Linked DNA regions of Mus musculus: all the other regions are linked to region 4. The links are chromatin contacts, called in public HiChIP or PLAC-seq and promoter capture Hi-C maps. All regions are on one chromosome and are shown on one strand. The core of a region is the stretch at or near the end of the contact, and the rest is flanking DNA. Distances in the headings are between cores, read along the strand shown. Region 1 holds the start of Arhgap24 (Rho GTPase activating protein 24). Region 2 overlaps Lrrc8d (leucine rich repeat containing 8D). Region 3 holds the start of Lrrc8d (leucine rich repeat containing 8D). Region 4 holds the start of Nudt9 (nudix (nucleoside diphosphate linked moiety X)-type motif 9). Region 5 has its middle 24 kb from the start of Gm32230. Region 6 holds the start of Zfp326 (zinc finger protein 326). Region 7 has its middle 21 kb from the start of Gm32276.

Evidence for each region. Promoter capture Hi-C pulls out the DNA fragments that hold promoters and counts their contacts. HiChIP or PLAC-seq counts read pairs in DNA pulled down with a chosen protein or histone mark. Capture Hi-C pulls out chosen DNA fragments and counts their contacts.
Region 1: a promoter capture Hi-C map of pre-B cells shows a contact between it and region 4, with 4 times the contacts expected there. The contact joins the promoter of Arhgap24 here to the promoter of Nudt9 in region 4.
Region 2: a promoter capture Hi-C map of liver shows a contact between it and region 4, with 2.9 times the contacts expected there. The contact joins the enhancer-like site here to the promoter of Nudt9 in region 4. A contact is called at or near these places in 2 of 39 promoter capture datasets (both in liver), 2 of 115 datasets of contacts at active chromatin or transcription factors (embryonic stem cells and large pre-B cells) and 1 of 9 other capture datasets (liver).
Region 3: an H3K4me3 HiChIP or PLAC-seq map of pro-B cells shows a contact between it and region 4, with 8 times the contacts expected there. The contact joins the promoter of Lrrc8d here to the promoter of Nudt9 in region 4. A contact is called at or near these places in 7 of 39 promoter capture datasets (the C10 cell line, the HPC-7 cell line, hippocampal neurons and 3 more) and 2 of 115 datasets of contacts at active chromatin or transcription factors (large pre-B cells and pro-B cells).
Region 5: a contact with region 4 is called in a promoter capture Hi-C map of pre-B cells. The contact joins the enhancer-like site here to the promoter of Nudt9 in region 4. A contact is called at or near these places in 2 of 39 promoter capture datasets (the 3T3-L1 cell line and pre-B cells), 1 of 484 Hi-C or Micro-C datasets (B cells) and 1 of 115 datasets of contacts at active chromatin or transcription factors (large pre-B cells).
Region 6: a promoter capture Hi-C map of adipose tissue shows a contact between it and region 4, with 3 times the contacts expected there. The contact joins the promoter of Zfp326 here to the promoter of Nudt9 in region 4. A contact is called at or near these places in 7 of 39 promoter capture datasets (the 3T3-L1 cell line, the C10 cell line, the HPC-7 cell line and 3 more), 2 of 484 Hi-C or Micro-C datasets (both in the G1E-ER4 cell line), 3 of 115 datasets of contacts at active chromatin or transcription factors (astrocytes, large pre-B cells and pro-B cells) and 2 of 9 other capture datasets (adipose tissue and liver).
Region 7: a promoter capture Hi-C map of embryonic stem cells shows a contact between it and region 4, with 4 times the contacts expected there. The contact joins the enhancer-like site here to the promoter of Nudt9 in region 4. A contact is called at or near these places in 3 of 39 promoter capture datasets (the 3T3-L1 cell line, embryonic stem cells and pre-B cells), 1 of 484 Hi-C or Micro-C datasets (B cells) and 2 of 115 datasets of contacts at active chromatin or transcription factors (large pre-B cells and pancreatic cancer cells).

The regions. Positions count from the first base shown.
Region 1 is chr5:102,479,965-102,482,749 of GRCm38.p6, reverse strand. Arhgap24 (Rho GTPase activating protein 24) reads right to left here and starts at 1,359. Exons shown (of 10, transcript NM_029270.2): 1 at 888-1,359.
Region 2 is chr5:105,756,850-105,759,561 of GRCm38.p6, reverse strand. The region is part of intron 2 of Lrrc8d (leucine rich repeat containing 8D); the gene reads right to left. Among named protein-coding and RNA genes, the nearest start is that of Gm42166, 53 kb to the right of the region's middle. Within about 2 kb of position 1,256, at least 14 of the 459 cell types and tissues checked have an H3K27ac peak or open chromatin away from gene starts, as enhancers often do. A contact at or near this core is called in liver, where this site is marked.
Region 3 is chr5:105,698,532-105,701,242 of GRCm38.p6, reverse strand. Lrrc8d (leucine rich repeat containing 8D) reads right to left here and starts at 1,274. Exons shown (of 3, transcript NM_001122768.1): 1 at 989-1,274. Gm42166 reads left to right here. Exons shown (of 2, transcript XM_017321263.2): 2 at 380-2,711. The coding sequence ends at 1,355.
Region 4 is chr5:104,045,490-104,048,247 of GRCm38.p6, reverse strand. It overlaps Nudt9 (nudix (nucleoside diphosphate linked moiety X)-type motif 9), which reads right to left and starts at 1,384. Exons shown (of 8, transcript NM_028794.4): 1 at 1,102-1,384. The coding sequence starts at 1,208. It overlaps Mir5619 (microRNA 5619), which reads right to left and starts at 245; the gene lies at 185-245.
Region 5 is chr5:105,618,722-105,621,450 of GRCm38.p6, reverse strand. No RefSeq gene overlaps it. Among named protein-coding and RNA genes, the nearest start is that of Gm32230, 24 kb to the left of the region's middle. Within about 2 kb of position 1,425, at least 54 of the 459 cell types and tissues checked have an H3K27ac peak or open chromatin away from gene starts, as enhancers often do. A contact at or near this core is called in pre-B cells, where this site is marked.
Region 6 is chr5:105,875,119-105,877,931 of GRCm38.p6, reverse strand. It overlaps Zfp326 (zinc finger protein 326), which reads right to left and starts at 1,364. Exons shown (of 12, transcript NM_018759.2): 1 at 1,234-1,364. The coding sequence starts at 1,249.
Region 7 is chr5:105,671,176-105,673,875 of GRCm38.p6, reverse strand. No RefSeq gene overlaps it. Among named protein-coding and RNA genes, the nearest start is that of Gm32276, 21 kb to the right of the region's middle. Within about 2 kb of position 1,320, at least 8 of the 459 cell types and tissues checked have an H3K27ac peak or open chromatin away from gene starts, as enhancers often do. A contact at or near this core is called in embryonic stem cells, where this site is marked.

The DNA of each region.
Region 1 (2,785 bases), core at 110-2,609, 1.6 Mb after region 4:
CAGATTCGAATCAGTTTCTCTTATTTAGTAGTAGACCCAACAAGACAAAACTTTATACTTATGAGTAAGCAAAGCTTTTACACTTTGTATATTTCAGGCACCTCACCTGACTTTCTCATTTCCTTTTTGAAGAATGGGATGAAACAGTGATGTTTTGGAAGCTAAACGGGACTAATCTGTAATATGGTGAGTAAAGGGACAAAAACAAACACACTAGGGAGAGACTTACTCAGATGAGTTGGAACAGATTACAGTGGAGCCAGGAGCTGGGTCACTAGCCCATATTAGACAGCCTAGCATCTCAAAGGCATTCCGCCTAATAATCTCTCTTTGAGGACTTTCACAAGAAATACTGCTAAAGTTATCTTTAATAAGAATGTACTGCCTGCTTCTCTTTTAAAGTAGGTGGATACCTCCTCAAAATACTACTCCTTCAAGAAGTCTAAACCCATCTGTGTGTCTTAAAATCCACCGAAGATTACCACTTTCCGGTACAATAGTAACACAATATATACTGAAATCTACCTCCACACGCCAGTTGTCTAGGCAACTCTGAAACTAGCTAAAACATCAGCAGATGAAAGGAGAAGGTAGACGGCGGGAGTAGAGACTGTATCAGTTGCATTTGTTTTGTAAGTCAGAAACACAAGATGCCTGCTTGTTGTGTTTTACACGCAAGCGAGTGCTCTCGCGCGCGCGCGCACGCGCACACACACACACACACACACACACACACACACACACTGAACCAGTATGGTCCCAGCGTTGCTCCTGGCTCACAGCAGTTACCTCCCTATAGCCTGAAGCTGCTATCCACCCACCCTCCGGGTGGTTTCTCCCCCCCTCCCCCCAAGCCCCAGCTCCACAGCAGCAATCAAATCACCTACCCTGCCAGGGATGCCGGACCTACAAGGGATGGCTGGCGGCTGCTCCGATGTCCAGGCTCCTAGGACTGGCCTAAAGATGAGTTCCAGTCGGCAGGGTGCCCTTTACTTCCCAGGGCGAGCGCAGAACCCCATTCGCCAGGCCTGCGTGCTGCTCTCAGAGGAAGCCCGGGCAGCCCCAGAGCCACAGCTGCATGGAAAGTTGGGGGGGACTCCCCCAGCAGTCGCTGTCTCGCTCTAGTTCTGTCCCCTCTGCAGCCTGGGCGGCCCCGCGGCCCCGTGATTCCCTTCCGAGTCCCACCGGCTTTCTCTCACCCGGGCTGAATTGCCACATGCACTTGAGAAATCCTAGCAGTTGCGCAAAGAGTCAAGAAGTTAGAAAGAGTGATTGTGTGTGAATGTGTAAATATACAGTACAAGAGGCTGGAACAACTGAGTGGGGCCAGCCCGCAGACGCAGCCGGGTTTCGGGTTTCAGTTGGCAGCTGGCGGCTTCAGAGGACCCAAGCAGCACTGGTGGGGTGGCGGGAGCCCCGCCCTGCACGCCAGCCTCACCTCCAGAGCAATGCTGGGCGGGCGCCCCATCAGACACCACTGCCTGGGCCCTCTGCAGTTGGCTGCGTTCATTTCAGCCCAAATGCAGCATGAGGGCATGCTGCTCACAGATCTGTGGCTATGGGTGAGAGAATGTAAGGAACCCAAAGCCCCCACTCTTGTGTTCCTTCAGCAAGCCTCACACACTGGTTATGCGCGCCCTGCCACCATCTCTGCCAAATCTTATTTCTCCAGCTTAAGCTTTATTCCTAAAAACGTATTTAGATGAGTGTGCTCTAGTCAGGCATTTCGAGAGATGTTAAGTGTAATAAACCGTCTTGACATGCTTTTAGAGTTCTCAGAGCAAGGTGGCAAATATATTCCTGATATAGACTGCCCCAGCCCCCAGCCCCCAGCCCCCAGCCCTCCCCACTCCCACCCACTGAGCGCTTACTGTTCTAGGTGTTTGGCACTCTTAGGTTTCCTAAAGCCTGGTGTTTTGGATTTTGTCCTTTGGGATGTCCAGGCACATGCTCAGGCTGACGAGCATACAAGCCTGGATGGGCACGAATAGGTATTTTGCTTTTGTTGCCGTCAGGTTTCCGGGGCGGGGGTAGGGATGAGTCTGCTCCATCCCAGGCCGAGGTCCCACTAGAAAATTGATTTTTCTGGCAGGAGACACCTCAGCCCTTTAATGAATGAAATTAAGTTCGGGGGGGGGGGGAATAAGCTCTTTTGCCTGATCCTTTAAAATGTGTGTAGAACCCCTAGCCAGAAGCCATGTGGCCTGTGTTTCTAATTGGTGGGATAGATGACCTTCAGCGGCTCACAAGGCCTTGCATGTTGTAATGGCGGACTGTTAACACTGTCAAGTGACAGCCTGTGGGCAGTTCTAAATGAGAACTGCAAAACAATGAGATTAACCAAAATGAAATCTGCACACATTCCATGCCCTGAGAGCCCCTGGAAGACAAGTGTCAGTAGGTATGATTCAAGACTGTGACATTTCAAAAAGGCAAGACTGCTATTAGGTTGGGAGCCTACTTTCTGGTTATAACAAATGTTACCACAGCAATTCAGACCCAAGGTGACACAAATTAAACTCAGGGAGGCTGCCCGGCAGATCCCAGGCTGAGAGATTAAGATACATCCCATCCTTGTGTCCAAGGCCTTTGGCCTTCACACCTCTGTCTCCATCGTTTCCACTTGACACCATCTCACCAGCCAGTGTGATGTATGGGGTTCTTAGGCTAGAGAGAACACAGAAAGAGAAAGGGGAGGGTTGTCATGGAGACGGCAGATGAGGTAAAGGAAGAGTTCCATCTGCTAAGAAGGACCACAGACCCTTCTACAGCCAAGTACACTAGT
Region 2 (2,712 bases), core at 7-2,506, 1.7 Mb before region 4:
TGTTCCTAGAATGGTCAACGGAATCTTACCATAGCGGAGACAAGGTATGGAGGTATTCTTCAAAGTTGTATTTATTTCTTGTATGTGTGTGGGGGATTTTCACACATCTGTGTCTATGTGCTACATGTGTGGCTGGTGCTCCGGGAGGTCAAAAGAGGGCACTGGACCACCTGGAACTGGAAACACAGATGCTGTGTAGGTATGGCAAACTAACTGCCTCGGGAAGAGCAGCCAACGCTCTTAACAGCTGAGCCCATCTCTAACCCTGGTATTAAAATAAGTATATTTATCATCGGTGCCAAACCACAGTGTGAGGGTTAATCCTGCCTGTCGTGTTGGTGGGATTTAGAGCTACCTAGGAGACAACTCCGGTGTGCCCGTGAGCTGGCCGGAGTCCCAGACGGACTCCACTGTGAGCAGAGCAGGGCAGCAGGTTCACTTTCCTCTGCTTCCTGACTGCAGACAGGCGTAGCCCGCCACCTCACGTGAGGTCCTAGCTCCAAGCCTTCCACACCACATGTCCTCTTAAACCACAAGCCAAACCCTTCCCTCTCTAACTTGCTTCTGGCAGCTCTTTTGGGATAGCATCGGGAAAAGAAGCCAGTATACACAGGCACAAAGGTTCAAAGATTGTCAACAGAATCTGCCTGTCAACATCTTCTACTGTAAAGCACTAAGTTTAAGACTTAAGGTTAGGCATATATATTAGTCTGAGATGACAGTTAAAGTCTTCTGGTAGATAGGCCTGTAAGGACCAGAAACAAGAGTTTACTGGGGGGGGGGGGGGGGGGAGGACAAACAAAGCAAACAGAAAGCCCCCCAAAACAAAACAAAAAAACATGCAAAACCCCAAAACCCAACTACTGTCATCAGAAATCTAAGAGTTGTTATGCTCTATGTAAATTAAACTAGATACAAACATTAATTCCTAAGCTTTGCATTCTAATACATTTTAAGTTTTGAAACACACACACACACACACACACACACACAAAGCAGGAAGGTAGCATTCTCCCAGTACTTGGATCACAGAAGACCACTGTGAGAAGACCACTGTGGCTGGGGTAACCAGGGCACGTGCCTATCACTGTTGCAGCTCTGGGAAGATAAGACAAGTTAGGAGCATGAGTTCAAAGCCATCCCCATAGCAAGTTATTAGAAAAAAAAAATCTGAAACCTAAAAAAGACTGCTCTGTGCGGGCGCTTAGCAAGAAAAGTGCTCCAATTAATGATTAATGACAGCAGTTAAACTCCAGGTAACCATGTACCCGGTCTCTCCGGCACAGTGCAAAAGACAAACTCTGTTGCACCATGTTATCCATGAGCCTGTGACATTTAACCCTAGATAGACACAAGATAATTTCACTCGGTAAACATGAGACATCTGCGAGGAGAGACCGAAGATAACCATCACGCCCAACGCTTGGGGTCCATCCCCGCCAGCGGCTAATGAACCTGCCTTCGCTGGGCCGCACGGTAAACAGCTTACATAACTGTGACCTGCGGCATGAATGGAACAGCTGGAGACTGGCTTCCTCGGGCCCCCACCTCGGTGCTGCATCACCAAGCTTTTCATCCCTGAAGTCGCTTTTGGAGTACAATTCACAAACCACGTCACATTCGATGCCTACGTTGAAGGTAGAGGGTCCTAAAGAAATTACTCAGTTTTAACCTGGTGTGAAGGCACACACCTTTAGTCCCAGCACTCAGGAGGCAGAGGCAAGAGGATCTTGGTACTAAGAGGTTCCACACACTTGTCTGGAAAAGGTTCAAGTGCTGTATCCATGGAGTGTATGATACAGACAAACTGTTGGATCTGAGAGGTTAGACTCAGTTTCTGTTTCAGGAATGTGGCTCTAATGTAATAACAGCTTCACTGAATTACGAATTAGTGCCAAGCAAACAACAATACAAACCACTTAGCACAATGCCCAGTGCACAATCAGAATGAAACCATTAGTTCTAGTTACTGTTACCAGCACCTAGTTACTGCTACCAGCACCTAGTTACTGTTACCAGCGATCTACGTGGAAGAGGAGGCATAGAGACCGTAAGAACAGGAGGTGGCGGGTGCCACCAAGGACACAGTACTTTCCAAACCCAATAGGGCACGTCACACAGAGGCCGTGGCATCACACAAAAGACCTGCACTAAGAGGGGCAAGTGGACATGACACCCTACCCCTAACCAATAAACTGTTTGCAATCAATACCTGCTGACAAAGGCATAGGAAGTTTTCTCCAATGGAGTGTCAGCAGCTGGATCAACCACACTCCAGGGCTACAAAGGAGGAGGCTCCTGAAGATGACAGGTTACCGAACCCCTTCTCCTCAACTCATGGCCTGCCAACGGTCAGTTCCCAGACCTGTGGTGGCTGGGTGGTGGCCGCCTCTCCCCTCCCGTCTTCCAATTCTTATAAACTGGCTCACAGTTTATCTCCTTCAAGAATTCTCAAAGGACTTCGTTATCTTAAGTTGTAATTCTGAGACTCAAGGAGAACTTAAAGAAGAAAAACAGTAATTTTTTCTTTGCATAAATAGATGCTGTGCCTCCTTGGTCATCAGAGTAATGTGAAACAAAATCTACAGAGCAATGCCATTTCATACCTGCTGATGTGGCTAGAAATGAACGGAACCCAAGCCTCTGCTAGCGGGAATGCAAAATGGTCTCGCTATTTCAGAAAATGGTTTCACAGTTCCTCAACACATTAAG
Region 3 (2,711 bases), core at 25-2,524, 1.7 Mb before region 4:
GCCCAATACTTGGTCTCATCTCTTCGCCTTCTGCTCCCATTTCTTTACCCTGCTTTTTCTTTCCAGCAATCCTACCTCCCCACTCTCTGCCACGCACACCCCAGCTGCATGGGAACCGCGAGACCTTATACCCCAACCCTCTCCAGAGGGGACCTACCTCTCCTCCCCTCGACCCGAAGCAGTTCTCCTTCACTGCGGATGGCTTAAAAAAAAAAATCAAAGAACAACAACAAAAAAATCTCATTTCCTTATCTGTTAGGGATACCCCACATAAAGGGGGACAGAGACAGAGTGTCCCCCATCGACCCTCCAGTAACTGGAGGTGACAGTCCTCTGGGAAGGCACCCCAGTTCTCCTCTTTTTCAAGCCCCTAAACCAGAATCAAGCAGAAGTCCCGTTCCCAAGAGCCCACGCTTCCAAACAAGCTAGAAGCGGATTATACCGGTACCCAACCCGGAGATGGCCCGCGGCGCGCAGGGTGCACCTGCGGCCCCAGTGCCCTCCCCCCGGGCGCGGAGGGCGGGGCGCAGGGCTCCCCTCCCTTCCCCGCCCCAACCCGCGAGCACCCCGAGTGGCCCACCCGGAGCGGGACGGAGGCGGATGGGGAAGCGTTTCTGCAGAAGTTCAAGGGCTCCTCTCGCCGGCTCCGGGCCAACCAGGCCAGACACCAGACACCCACCTCCTGGAGGACTCGGAGCCACCGCGATAGGCAATCTCCGCCCCTGCGTTCGCGCGCACGGAGGCCGAGGCGGGAGCGCGGCAGCCGGCACCCGGCCCGCGCAGGGCCCAAAGCGAAACAATGTCCCAGCACGGGGTGGGGGGGCTTGGTCGCACTCCCCGCCCCAGGGTCCCGAAGCCCTCCGGAGTTCCCGATCGCAGCCCCGGGAGCAGCCGTGCTCCCCCGCGGCGCCGAGAGGCCGGACGTCTGCGCGCCCCGGGGCCGCTCCACCTGCGCCCTCCCGGCCAGGGTGGACCGACGCGCACCCACCTTCGCGGGCAGCCCGGGCCGCGCGTGCGGGAGCTTAGGCGGAGGCGGGAGGCGGCGGCATCACCTGCGGCGGGCGGCGGCTGCACCGGGACGCGCCCCGGAGGCGCGCGGCGCCCTGGACCCTGAGTCCGCGGCCCCGCCCGCGGCTGCCACCTCTAAGCGCGGCGGAGGAGCCGGGGCACCCCGGGCGGCGGCAGCGGCGGCGACGGGAGCAGCAGCACATGACTCTGTAACGAGGGGAATTAGACAAAGCGTAACATGGACTCCAGGCCCGTGCAGGCGCCGCAGCTCTGGGACCAACCGCAGCCTGCGAGCGCCGCGACTGGCCGGGTCGCAGCCAATGGGGCGGGCCCGGGCCTCCATGTGATTGCCTGCTCTGGGCCCGCGCACCCCGCCGCGCCTGCCTAGGGGGTCGGTCCGGCTGACCCGAGGGGCTGGGTGGCCGGGAGGTGACCGGGATTCTGGGCTGGCTGCTTGAAGCTCAGCAGGTGCACGAGGCGGAGAAGAATGGCCGCCGAACGTCGCCGGAGGCGCAGAGCTTATCTCTTTCAAGCGCACCTGGGCAGGGCATGGTGCCAGGCTGTCTGTTCCCTTGAAGCAACCGGGCTGGGCCGGGAAGCTTCGTCTGTGTTGCAGTTTCAGGAGGCTGTTCTGACCACTAAAAGCTGATCGTTGAGATTGGGAGAACGGGTGCGGGGTAGGCATTAAAAAGTCATCCAGTGCCTTCCAACTGGGAAAAAGCAATTACCTGGGATTCAGGGCTCGTGCACCTAACTTAATGTCTGCGCAAACAGATTTCTCTGCTAACAATGCCTTATCTCGTACGTTTTATTTTCAGCTGAATCGGGACCTCCCTGGTCCCAGTCGTTTAAGCCAAAAACGTCGTGCGTACGAAACAGGCACTTGGGAAGTTGTTCTAAAAAAAGTTTCCCAACTCGATAGCTTTCCGGTGTGTTTTTGTTGCCGTGCGGGTGAAGTTTCCTTAGTGTTCTTTTTTTTTTTTTTTCCTCTGTGGAGAGATGAGGGCCAGGACACCAAGTCAGTCAGGGTAATTATTTTAGTTCAATCAAAACAAACGATTCCTCCCCATACTTCAGTATCTCCTTTCATCTGAAACCTCACGCTTCTGGGAACTCATGCCCAAAAAGATGCCCTCCAGATTCATTTATCATCCAACGCTCTTAAAGAAGGCCAGGATCCTACAGAGAGAGGCAAAAAGGAAAATGTTTTTCTGGGCTCCCAGATGGTGACAGTGGCCCCTAAAAGGTAGAAGTAGGCCGCCCAGACATGGAAGAAGAGGCCAGGCCTTGAGGGCCAACACCCTCCCGCTGAGCAGCCCCAGGCAGTTTTAGATGGAACCTCAGCCTTTTGTTTGCTTCCCGGACCCTCCCGGACTGCAGCCTCTCCAATTCCCTACACCCTGCCAAGGAGGAAGTGCGTGGGCAGCCAGTGTGTGGCAGGTGATGTAATTACAGCCCTGGGTTTGCTGATCTAGGAGGTTAGAGGTTTTCATGCTCCTGACAACTAATGGTGGGACGGCTGGATGAAAAATGTCCTGCTGTTAAAATCAGTTTAGAAAAGTTTCTCCCTTTGCAGAACCACCACTTGCTTTTTCTATCATCTTTTTTTTTTTTCAAGCTGATTCTAGAGGTTTGTGGTTTTTTTATGGTTTTATTATTGGTATAAATTAAAAGGTAGGCCAGGCAGTGGTGGCTCACACCTT
Region 4 (2,758 bases), core at 135-2,634:
AACTGTAGTCACAAAACTCTTGAAGTTACACGTCTTTTGTTTCTCGACAGATGTTTTACAATCATCTGTCTAGACCAGCAGGCACTCAACAAACACTTGTTGACTTAGCTTTGGGTTTTTCTTTGGAATAAGCAGTTTCAGTTCTGGATATACTTCTTTAAGTGTTCCTTTCCCTGTCGTGCTAGAAATCACCAATGAGCTTTTCGTTGTTCTGGTAACAACCAACAAAAATGCCATTAGTGACTTCCAGAGAGCAGGAAGTTCTCCCCTCAGCAAGCCCCACTGAAGAAGGTGTATAAAGGGTGTTAACCCACACCAGCAGAAAGAGGACACTCTGATTGAGGGGTTTTAAGCACTGTCAGGAAAGCAGAAAGGGGATGGCACCGTGGGGCCTACAAACCACAGCAGAAGTAATTCTATTTTCAATGAGGTGAAGGAATATGTCACTCCTGTTTGGGAAGCCCACAGAAATTCCAAACTCGGTCTCACACGGAGCCCAAATTGCCAGGGAACTAACCTCTTTCCTCTTCGGAACCGAAAGCTTGGTGAGTTTGCCTCCTAGATAAAAGTCAAGCTTGAGGCGTGGGTGGTATGTGTTTTAAGGAAGACACTGGTGTCAGAGAACTTAACAGAACCAAACTTACAAACTTTCCAAGTCACTAGGAAATAAAGTTGCGGCCACCTCGCCCAGGAGAGAAGGGAAAGAACGAGGTTCCCAGTACTGAGGCACTTGTGCGCACACTTCATCTCCAGTCTACCCAAAAGCCAATAATCAGCGCCTTCCAGCGCACAGAAAACACTGTCTGCTACTCAGATTAACAGTATATATTAACAGTATATTCCATTATATGGACTCGGTATCACCTCTAGCACGGAGCAACACACCATAAATGCTCTTCAAACTCTGGTGATCTATGAATTAGCGTTGGCGCCTTATCTGGATGGGCAAATTAAAAAGTCAGAGATCGAGAAGGGTCCTTGCTATTGGCTTCCCAAAATCCAGTACTTCAGCACAGCCTACATAACCTCTGGAAAAGGAAGGAGGGGATCGCAGGTCCACCCGAGGTCTCGGAACCGCAGCCCGTCCTAGAATCGGGGTACCTGGGTGCGGGGACGGCGCGGCAGGCTGAGGACCGGACAGTCACTGACGCGAGGGCCACCGAGAGCGACACGGTGGCTACCGCCTGCCCCAGGGAGCGGCCGGCCATCGGCGCCTGGCGCCTGGCGCGCGGCCCGCGAGGGTTCGGAGGTGGCCGGCCTCGCCCGGAGCCCCGCCTTGAGCCCCGAACCTGCAGCCAGCGGGCACTAGGACCCGGCCGCGCTCCCCCAGCGCCGCTGGCCGGCGGCGCCAGCAGCCCCACGACGTACCCGACGCGCGACCGCGCTTTACGGCCACGCCGCAAACTAACCTGTGTGCCAGGCCTCTCCGTCTGCGCAGGCGAACTGGAGTGCCGCGGCGCGGCAGGACGCGGAGACCCAGAACCCTGAGGCTGAGCGGAAGGAGGGTCAGGGGCGACCACGTGCTTCCAGGAGAGGAGGGCCGTACGGAGGAGTCACGTGAGCCATGCGAGGTTTGAGAAGACGTAGGATGAGTCAGTGACGAGTCTTGAAACACCTTGGTTTGGTTTCCAGAAGCCAAGTAACTTGCTTTTCGAAACTTGCCCGCATACCGGATTCAGAGACCGCCTGTGAACAACAAAATGTGGGCGTCCCGCCGGTCACGTGATCAGGCCAGTCACGTGACCCCTAACCCTTAAGGAGGGAATCCCCCAACCCTGGAACGCAGCCTGGGCTCCCCAGAGCCCCCTTCACGGTGCTGTCCGTGGTGTTGGTGACTCTGATAAACCTCTTGTCCAAAAGGAAAGCCGGCCTCGGTTTCCCACTTTCGAACCCCAAAGCCAAAACTTACAGACAAGCTGTGAAAGTGGCACGCGGTCTGGATAATAACGAACGAAGGACTAAAGTTAGCCAGATTGAAAGTGGTAAAGCCAGGCGTGCATCGCGGCTTGCACTCCAGGTTTCATTCGTTTAATTGTTGATGAGACATATTCTAAGCCTATCATCAACTTTGGGCCTTGCAAAACACACCGTATGGCGTTGGCTCTTAAAGCCAGGCCAATCAAATACTAACAGTATCCTGAAATCCACAGCACTCTTGGGATGGGACAGCAAGAAAAAAGGACTGCACAGTAACACTTCAGGGCGTTGCCTTCGTGACTATACTACACCCCTTAAAATGCCCGCTTAGAAAAACTAAAAGTATGGGAAATTTCCTCCCCACCCCTGCCCAAACCTGGTGACAGATAGGCAGATCCCTGGAGCAAAGTAAAGATTATATTTTCTTTCTCTGCACTTTGGGGCATAAGCCTACCACCCCACAGTTTCCTGGAGATGTGGTAGACATGTCGTTGAGGTGTGAGCGAGCACTCAGGAAGATAAATCACCTTGGGCTCCAGCCCCTTCCAGAGATGGTTGTTTTCAGCTTGCTCCACTGCTCCTGTCATAAGAAACACGTTTGTTTCTACACACACACACACACACACGAACACCTTAGATCCTTCAGCACCATTCCCCGGCCTTCAAGATCCCTATTCTTTTTTTTTTATTTTGGTTTTTTTTTTTAATGAAACTAGAACCCAGTTCATAATGTAGGCTTTCCTACGGCAGCAGTAGCCAATAAAAATCTTTCCTTGTGACTTTAACTAGTATCCTCAAACAGGCTAGTGGTTTTGGTTTGGTTTTGTTTTGTTTTGTTTTA
Region 5 (2,729 bases), core at 176-2,675, 1.6 Mb before region 4:
ACCCACAGGTTCAAGACCAGCTTGAGTAACATAGCAAGACTCAAGCAAACAAGCAAACAAACAAACAAACGTTTGAGAAGCAGCTAGCGTGTGACAAGAGTAAGAGAGAATGGGACCTGAATAGTGAGAGGTCAGGAAGGGAGAGCGTTAACTCTGCTGGTGGAAGTGAAGAGCAGGAGATGTGGATCTGAGGGAGAGAGAGACAAGAAGGTGGGAGGGACAGGGCTTTCCACCATGTGATTCTAAAGGGTTTGCATTGCTCCTGTGCACATCCTGACACCCATCCAAATGGTCACCAGTCCCTGAAATGTACAATAGCCTGAGGTGCAAACACTTGCCTTAGTAGAGCTAGAAAGAGATCCAAATGCTAGACCAGGGCTGGAGACTGTGGAACAATGAGCTGACAAGTGAGAGATCTCTGTGGAAACGGGCAGAGTCAGTGGCCTGAAAATATGACCATACTGGGAATTTGTGCATCCTGAGGAAGGGGAGGGGATTGCAGGGTGTGGCTGAGGGCAGGAAGAAATTAATTTCCTCTGAATCTTAAGGGAATTGTAGACCAGCTGACATGGTCCATGCAACCTTACTCTAGATGACATGCTATTGAGCCGAATATGTTGGTGGATTTTTAGAAGCGTGAACATGACTGAGGGAAGCCCTGAGAGAGCTGCTTTGAAGATTTAGTAGGCTGGAGGCATTAGGCAGCTCTTACTGTGGTATTGCATAATCATAGTTTGTATCAGCTGTAATTCGGCAGGCTGCCCACTGCGAGTCATCTTTAAATTGCATGCTGGAGATCATCTCTGGGACTTTTTCTGGTCCCTTTGCTCATGAGTAATTGTTTCCTAGAAAACGTTTACAAGCCTCAAATGTTCCTACTGAGCTGGAAGGGTGTGGGCCCTCTGGAAAGGCTAGTGAACAGGATCTGTGCCTTCAAGACATACTCTGACTGTCTTGGTCACTGTGGAGGACTGTCACCTTCACTGAAGTCAGGCCAGGGAGGGGGCAGATGGCTAGGGCTCTCTGCACAGCCTCTTGAGTTGCTTTAGGATAGAAAGAAGCTAAAAGGCTTTGTTAATGCTACCCAGTCTTTCCTCTTTTTCTAACCATCAAAACCAATGTGACATTTTCTCTTAGTAATTTGTGTAAGTCACCAGGGATATGTGCATGTATGCACAATGTATGTTTCTGAATGATACTGGACATTTGGGGCTTACAGGAAATTTGTGAAAATGCTAGCTGAAACCCTTCAAAAAAATGATTTTTAAAATGTGAGGGGCTGAGCTGGGTGGTGGTGGTGATACACACCTTTAGTTCCAGCATTCAGGAGGCAGAGGCAGATGGATCTCTGAGGTCAGCCTGGTGTACAGATCGAGTTCCAGGAAGCCAGAATTACACAGAGAAATCCTGTCTCAAAAAACCAAAAAGAAAAAAATGTGGGAGGAGGAGAGATGACTCAGTGGTCAAAAGAACATACTGGTGCTCTTGTAAGAAGGCCTGAATTCCGTTCCCAGCACTCAAATCAAGTACCCTACAAAATCCTATAGCTGCAGCTTCAGGGGGTTTCAACTTCCCCTGCTGGTCACTCAGGGCACTACACTCATGTGAAATACACACACATATACATACATACATACATACATACATACATACACAATATTTAAAAATAAAATCCTTAAAAATGAAATTTAATAAAAATGAATAAGTTTTCTACTATGTACACTTTTCCAGGTATCCTACTTCGAAAAAAGGAAAGGGGTAAAGAAAAAAGATGGCTTTCTTAGTTTTCTTGTTTTCTCCAATAATCAGTGTAATGAATGGAACTCATTCTCTATGAACCTCATACCTCTCATCTGTAAATGATAGTAACATTTAAGGTAGGGGTCTCACACACGAAACATTGTATCATACCTCTTATGTATAAATGATAGTAACATTAAGGTAGAGACCTCACACATGGAACATTGTACCATACCGCTCATCTGTAAATGATAGTAATATTAATGTAGGGGCTTCACACATGGAACATTGTAGAAGTGTTGCCCAATCTGTGATAGGAAAGGTTGGGGTGAGACTGTGACAATGACATAATCTGTATTTCATGGTCGGCCACAATGTCTTCTGTATGTATATGTTTGTGATGGTTAGTATCGATTGTCAATTTAACATAATCTAGAATTACCTGGGAAGAAAGTCCCAGTGAGGGACTCTCTTTCAGGCTGGCCTGTGGGCATGTCTGTGAGATACTGCATTAATTTCAGAAACTAGAGTGGGAAGACCAACCCATTGTGGGTGGCACCATTCCAGGGGCTAGGAGGATACTCCATTATATCTGTGTGAAGACCAGACTATACACAAGCGGGCATGCATTCTCTCTCTCTCTCTCTCTCTCTCTCTCTCTCTCTCTCTCTCTCTCTCTCTCTCCTTTTGCAATTAACTCCCCCAAGAATTGTCCACTGATAGTCTGTAACCAGAAATTGTGAGCTAGAAATAAATTCATTTCCTCCCCTGAATTTCTTTTCATTAGAGTATTTTATTATGACACTGGGAGATGAAACTAGGGCAATGTACTTACAGTCATACAGTCATATCTATTTTCAGTTCTCTCTCCCTCTCCCTCTCTGAAACTTAACAGAAAGGTGGGGGAATCTATGTTTTCTGTGCAGCCATCCAAAGCTAAACAAGGTCTATGGTGATTCCACCTACACAGCATAGCAGGAGTGATGTGA
Region 6 (2,813 bases), core at 115-2,614, 1.8 Mb before region 4:
CACATAGTAGTAATTTAGAGTCACCTATATCAGAATGAGTCACTGTCCAACCCCGAAGCACAAGCAGGACGGTATGCTATCCTGAAGAGCTGAACTATATTTCAAAGCAACCGAAAAGTACTCCGAAAAGGGTGATTCTTTTTCCTATATTTACACTTGACAGCCTCAACCTCTTGTAGCAAATCAAAAATCAAAAGCTCATGCAATACGACCTACGCCAAAAAAGCACACCTCATTCAATGTCAAAGCCCATTTCTGGTGGAGGCAGAGGCTTCCTTCACAAGAAATGAACCGGTTTTATTTAGAAATACCTAGTTCCTCGAGATTACACCCAGTTTAATCCTACAAACTGTTCCTCGGCTCCCTAACACTATCACTACTGTTGATCACTTTATCTTGACACTGATTCCTATAAAAGTTGAGCAAGGTTTGAAGATACCAAATTAACTGTACTTCACGGCCAGGGAAAGCTGAAAAGCAACGTTACAATTCGGTTTATTTAACCAGCAAGTCCAACACGGGCTGCTGTGCACCGATCTAGCTGAACGTGAAGGGCATCTGGGGCTTGCTGTGCCAGAATTCTAACTTAGGTAGCATTCATACACAAGCCCCACCACTACCACCCCTAAAAACAAAAATAATAATGATAATGCACTGGGTCACGGAGCTGTTTCAGACGCGGTATTCACTAGCAGGTAACCTGGGTGAGATATTAGACAGCTCGGTCGGCTACGTGGTAATAACTTGCAGATTCTGGTTCTGGGGGAACCGAAGCCCATCTCGATGGAACGCCTAGAGACGCCCTTTATACTCCTCTCACACGGAGAAGCATCGCACGAGCCCGAGGCAGCCTGTGTCGAGCAAGATTCCAGAGCCCGGGGCGACACGGTGAGGACCGGCTCCACCCGCCACCGGGTCGCTGCCCCGAGGGCCCCGTGGGCCCCGTGGGCCCGGTCGCCGCTCGGCGAGGCCAGGAAGTTGCAGGCGGCCGCGGACGAGGCCCCGAGGCTCGCAGCTAGGCCGACCCCCTAGACAGCAGGGCCCCGGGCCGGCCGCACCCCCACGTGGGGCTCCCGGACCACAGGGCTCCGGGCCGGGCCCGCGGTCGCTGCGCGGCCCACAGAACAAAGCCACACGGCCATCTTGAGGCGGTAAACAGACCCCCGGCGCAGGCCGCCCGCCGCCCTCCCTCCCGCCCGCCCGCCACGGCGGCCCGCCCCGCGCGCCGCTCACCGTCCTCGAAGTCCATGCTCGACGCCGCGGGGCTGACGGTCTCCGCGCTGCGCTCGCTGTGGCCCGCGGCAAGAGCCCGCGATACGGCAGTGTCCACACGACCGGCCCGCGCGACCGACAGCGGCGCTACTAGCCGGGAAGCCGCAGGCCACAGCGAGGCTGGGGGCGGGGTCGGGCGGGCCTGCCAGTCGTCGCAGCACCGCCTCCGATTGGCCGACGCGGGGTGGTGGGCGGGTCTCGCGAGGGGGGCGGGAAGCGAGGCAGTTGTCAGGCTCCTGGGTCCTGACCCTGGGGATCGCGGGGGACGGAAGGTGAAACGGGAGTGCGGAAGGCTGGAGAGGGATGTTCTGGAAGGACTCCGGTTGGCCGGCCATGTTGGAGCCTGGCAAGAGCAACCGGGTCCAGGAGGGAGTGCCTTTCTCTTGCAGAAACTCATTAAATGACATGGCGACCTTTGGCTACTGTTGGCTGAAGGAGTGAGGAGGAGAGATTTTTTTCACTACTTATGGAGTTCCTTCCTCTGACACACAGAAGTGTGGGGCGTGCACAGGAACCCTGATTGCCAAATAGGACAGGATCATAAGACTATCCCAAGACAGGCTGCTAGCCACTGCTGGGTTGAAGGTAGTAAAGCAACTGTGAAAGTTCACAGATGGGAAAGATTTGGCAGGAAGAAAGTAGTCCACCGTTCAGCTCGAAGGGGAGAGGGAGGGAGGGGGAGGAAGAGATTATTCCACTTTTAAAATTGTGTTGGAGCAGATGCAAAGGTATTCACTCAGGAACACTATGGGAAGACTCTTGTGGACTTGAACCACAGTTTTAAATAATTTTCTCTCTGTCCTCACAGAGCAAATGGCATTAACAACAAATTGGTTACCTAGATAGGAAGCCAGACATCAATTCTTTGCACTCAATTTGCTAGACTCAGTTCGGAGGAAGCCGGAAATAAAACTGGAAGCACAGGGAGGTATACCACAGTAGCCCCAAATCTGGGCACGGCTTTGTGTCCTCCTGCTCATCTCTTCCTCCTCCACCCTCCCTGACTCATCCTGTTCTCCACCCTTTCCCAATTCCTTCTCTTCTCCCCTCCCACACATGTTTTCTGTTCACCTGGGCTGAAAGCTGAACTCACAATTTCCCTTCTCAGACCTGCTTATCCTCGTGTATTCTCTTGGCTGTTCACGGGGCGGTGAGCAAACCGCCCACTAATCCCAGCCAGAAGGCTGACTCGGTCCAGTCCACTCGAGACTAGCTCACCGCTCTTTCAGCCTCCTACTTCCAATCCACACACTTTTGTATCTGCTTACCCCACCTAAGATATCTTAGGTCGGCCCCACCCTTTCCATTTTCGTGGCCACTACCTGAGTTAGGATACTCACTGTCTCCCTGCAAAACTCTTGCTTATACAGGGCTGGAGAGATGCCTCAGTGGTTAAGATCACTGACTGCTCTTCTACAGAGGTCTTGAGTTCAATTCCCAACAACCACAAAGAGATTCACAGCCATCTGTAATGGGGTCCGATGCCAACTGGTCATGTCATTCCCACATTAAGGCTCTGAGTAGATCTGTCCAATGCTGCC
Region 7 (2,700 bases), core at 71-2,570, 1.6 Mb before region 4:
ATAAATACATTGACTTTTGGGTGGAGGAAATTCATGGTCCTCCCCTCCTCCACCCCTGAGATGGGCCCAAAAAGAGCAATATTAATGTGGACTAATTTTTCAATTATTATTATCTTATGTGTTTGGGTATTTTTCCCACATGTATGAGAACCACGCACGTGTGGTGCCCACAGAGACCAGAAGACGGCTTTGGATCAGGCTGGGACTGGAGTTACAGCTGGTTGAGAGTCAGTATGTGGGTGCTTGATATCAAACCTGGATTCTTCGGAAGAACAGCCAGTGCTCTTAATCCATTTGCTTAGCTAATTCTCCAACCTCAATAATTCTCTCTCTCCTCTCTCTCTCTCTCTGTCTCTGCTTCTCTGTCTCTGTCTCTTTGTATGTGTCTGTCTCTCTCTGTCTCTTCCTATCTGTATGTCTGTCTATCCACCTGACTGTCTGTCTCTCTGTGTGTCTGTATGTTTTTCTGGTGTCTCTTTCTGGTGCTGGTGATTGATCCCAGGCCCTTGTGGGTTCAAGTCAGGGGCTGTCTGTCCCTCAGAGCTATATTTTCTATTCTCTGGCCAAACTTGCTAAGGAGCAGGACACTGGATGTCTTAGTCAGTGTTCCATTGCTGTGAAGAGACACCATGACCATGGCAACTTTTTTAACAGAAAGCATTTAATTGGGGCTGGCTTACAGTTTCAGAGGTTTAGTCCATTACCATTGTGGCAGGGAGCATGGCAGCACACAGGCAGACATGGGGCTGGAGAGATAGCTGAGAGTTCTACATCCAGATTCATAGGCAGGGGGAAGAGAGAAACCTCAAAGCCCACCCCCAGTGACACACCTCCTCTAGTAAGACCATACCTCCTAATCCCTGTCAGATAGTGCCACTCCCTGATGACCAAGCAGTCACACCTATGATCCCGTGGGAGTCATTCCCGTTCAAAGTAGCACCGTGGAGGTGGTGTTAAATAAGCTTGACCTGGGAGAGGAGCCTCTTCTGTCCTTGGGGTGGTTTTCCTCTGGAGGCACACAGGAAAGAAAGAAAAAAGGGCCTGTGTATCTCCTTTTGCTCTCTCTGGCTTCTTTATGCTCACCCTTCCTGCCTGTCTGGGAATGTAGATGCTGTCTTCTGAGGGCTGTGGCCAGTACCCAGAACAACCCTGGTGTGTGCTCCGGCTCCCCCTCTCCTCTTCCTGGGCTCTCCTCACTGGACTGCTCTTTCCTTACTGTTGAGTGCTGGGATGAGGACGGCTGAGAGTTGATGCTGCTTAGAGGAGAGCCATCATCATGTGGCCCCTTTGAAGGCCCCAGGCCATGTTATGTAGCTAAACATTGATTAACAATGGAGTTCCTGTCAGAACTGCCCTCGCCCCAGAGCTGTCTTCAGTACGTAGATGGGCCTATCAAACTGATCACAGGCTTAGAGACAAGTGAAGGACAGACAGAAGGGGTCCCATTGTCTATCCAGGCCATCTGTTTTTCTGTTGGTAACAATATTTCTTTTTTTCTACCAACAATATTTTGTAAATTAATCAAAAGAAGGAGTTTCTAGGGAACTCTGTTCTAATTTGTTTTAAAATGAAACAATTTCAGCACAATGACAAACAACAACAACAAAATAACAAACCTCAAACTTGAAGCTGGAAGGCGGAGGTTCAAACGGTCTTAGTTATATAATGTTGGCTAACAAATTTAGCCTCTGTGTTTCTTGGGAAAGAAGAGGATGGAAGAGGGGGAGAAAACATATGAATTAGGAGTTTCTAGGTTTGCTGTATGCCAGGTCTCAGAAATCATAATTCCCAGTTGTAGCATCCAGCCTGACATAACACCTAGGAGGGAACAGCTGCACCATAGACTCATTCTGCACTCTGGACCCTTCTGCCAAAGTCAAGTGACCAAACCGACCCCAACCCCAGTGGTTCTAGGTGTTAGCATTCCATATAAACTCCACCCCACAGTTACCTGGCAACAGCCAGGAAGGCCTGATCCACTATAAAAGAGCCTGCTTGCCTCCTCCTCTCTCTCTTGCTTCTCCCTTGCTCTTGCTCTCCCATCCCCATTCCCTCCCTCCACCCCCCACGGGCTCATGGCCAGCCTCAATTTCTCTACTCTCTCCCTCTCTCTGCCTTTCTCTGCCTCTACTACCCTCTTAACTCCCTTCCCCATGCCCTGAATAAACTCTATTCTATACTATACCATCATGTGGTTGGTCCCCCCATACCTCACCACACCCCCATAGAACATATTCTTTCTCTTTATCTTTTTATAAACACATTACTAGGGGCAGACGCCAAAGACTGGCATTAGCTCGTTTTTAGTGTCCTTCTTTCCTTCCGTCCTTCCTTCCTTCCTTCCTTCCTTCCTTCCTTCCTTCCTTCCTCCCTCCCTCCCTCCTTCTTTCTTTCCTTCCTTCCTTCCTTCCTCCCTCCCTGCCCCCCTCATGTGTTTCTCTGTGCGTGTCTGTGTGTGTCTCTGTGTGTGTGTGGGTGTCTCCGTCTCTGTGTGCATCTGTGTGTATGAATGCACACCTGTGGACAATGTAATGCACTTGAGGTTTACAATCTGTTACAATTGAACAGAGCCCCAGTGCACACTGAGCCTTCTTACTTTCATGGAAGAGAAAGTCTCCATCTAAACTCGTGGTTCTCAACCTTTGCAACTCTGTGATCCTTCCATTCAGCTCCTCCTCTTGGTGCGGTGACCCCCAACCA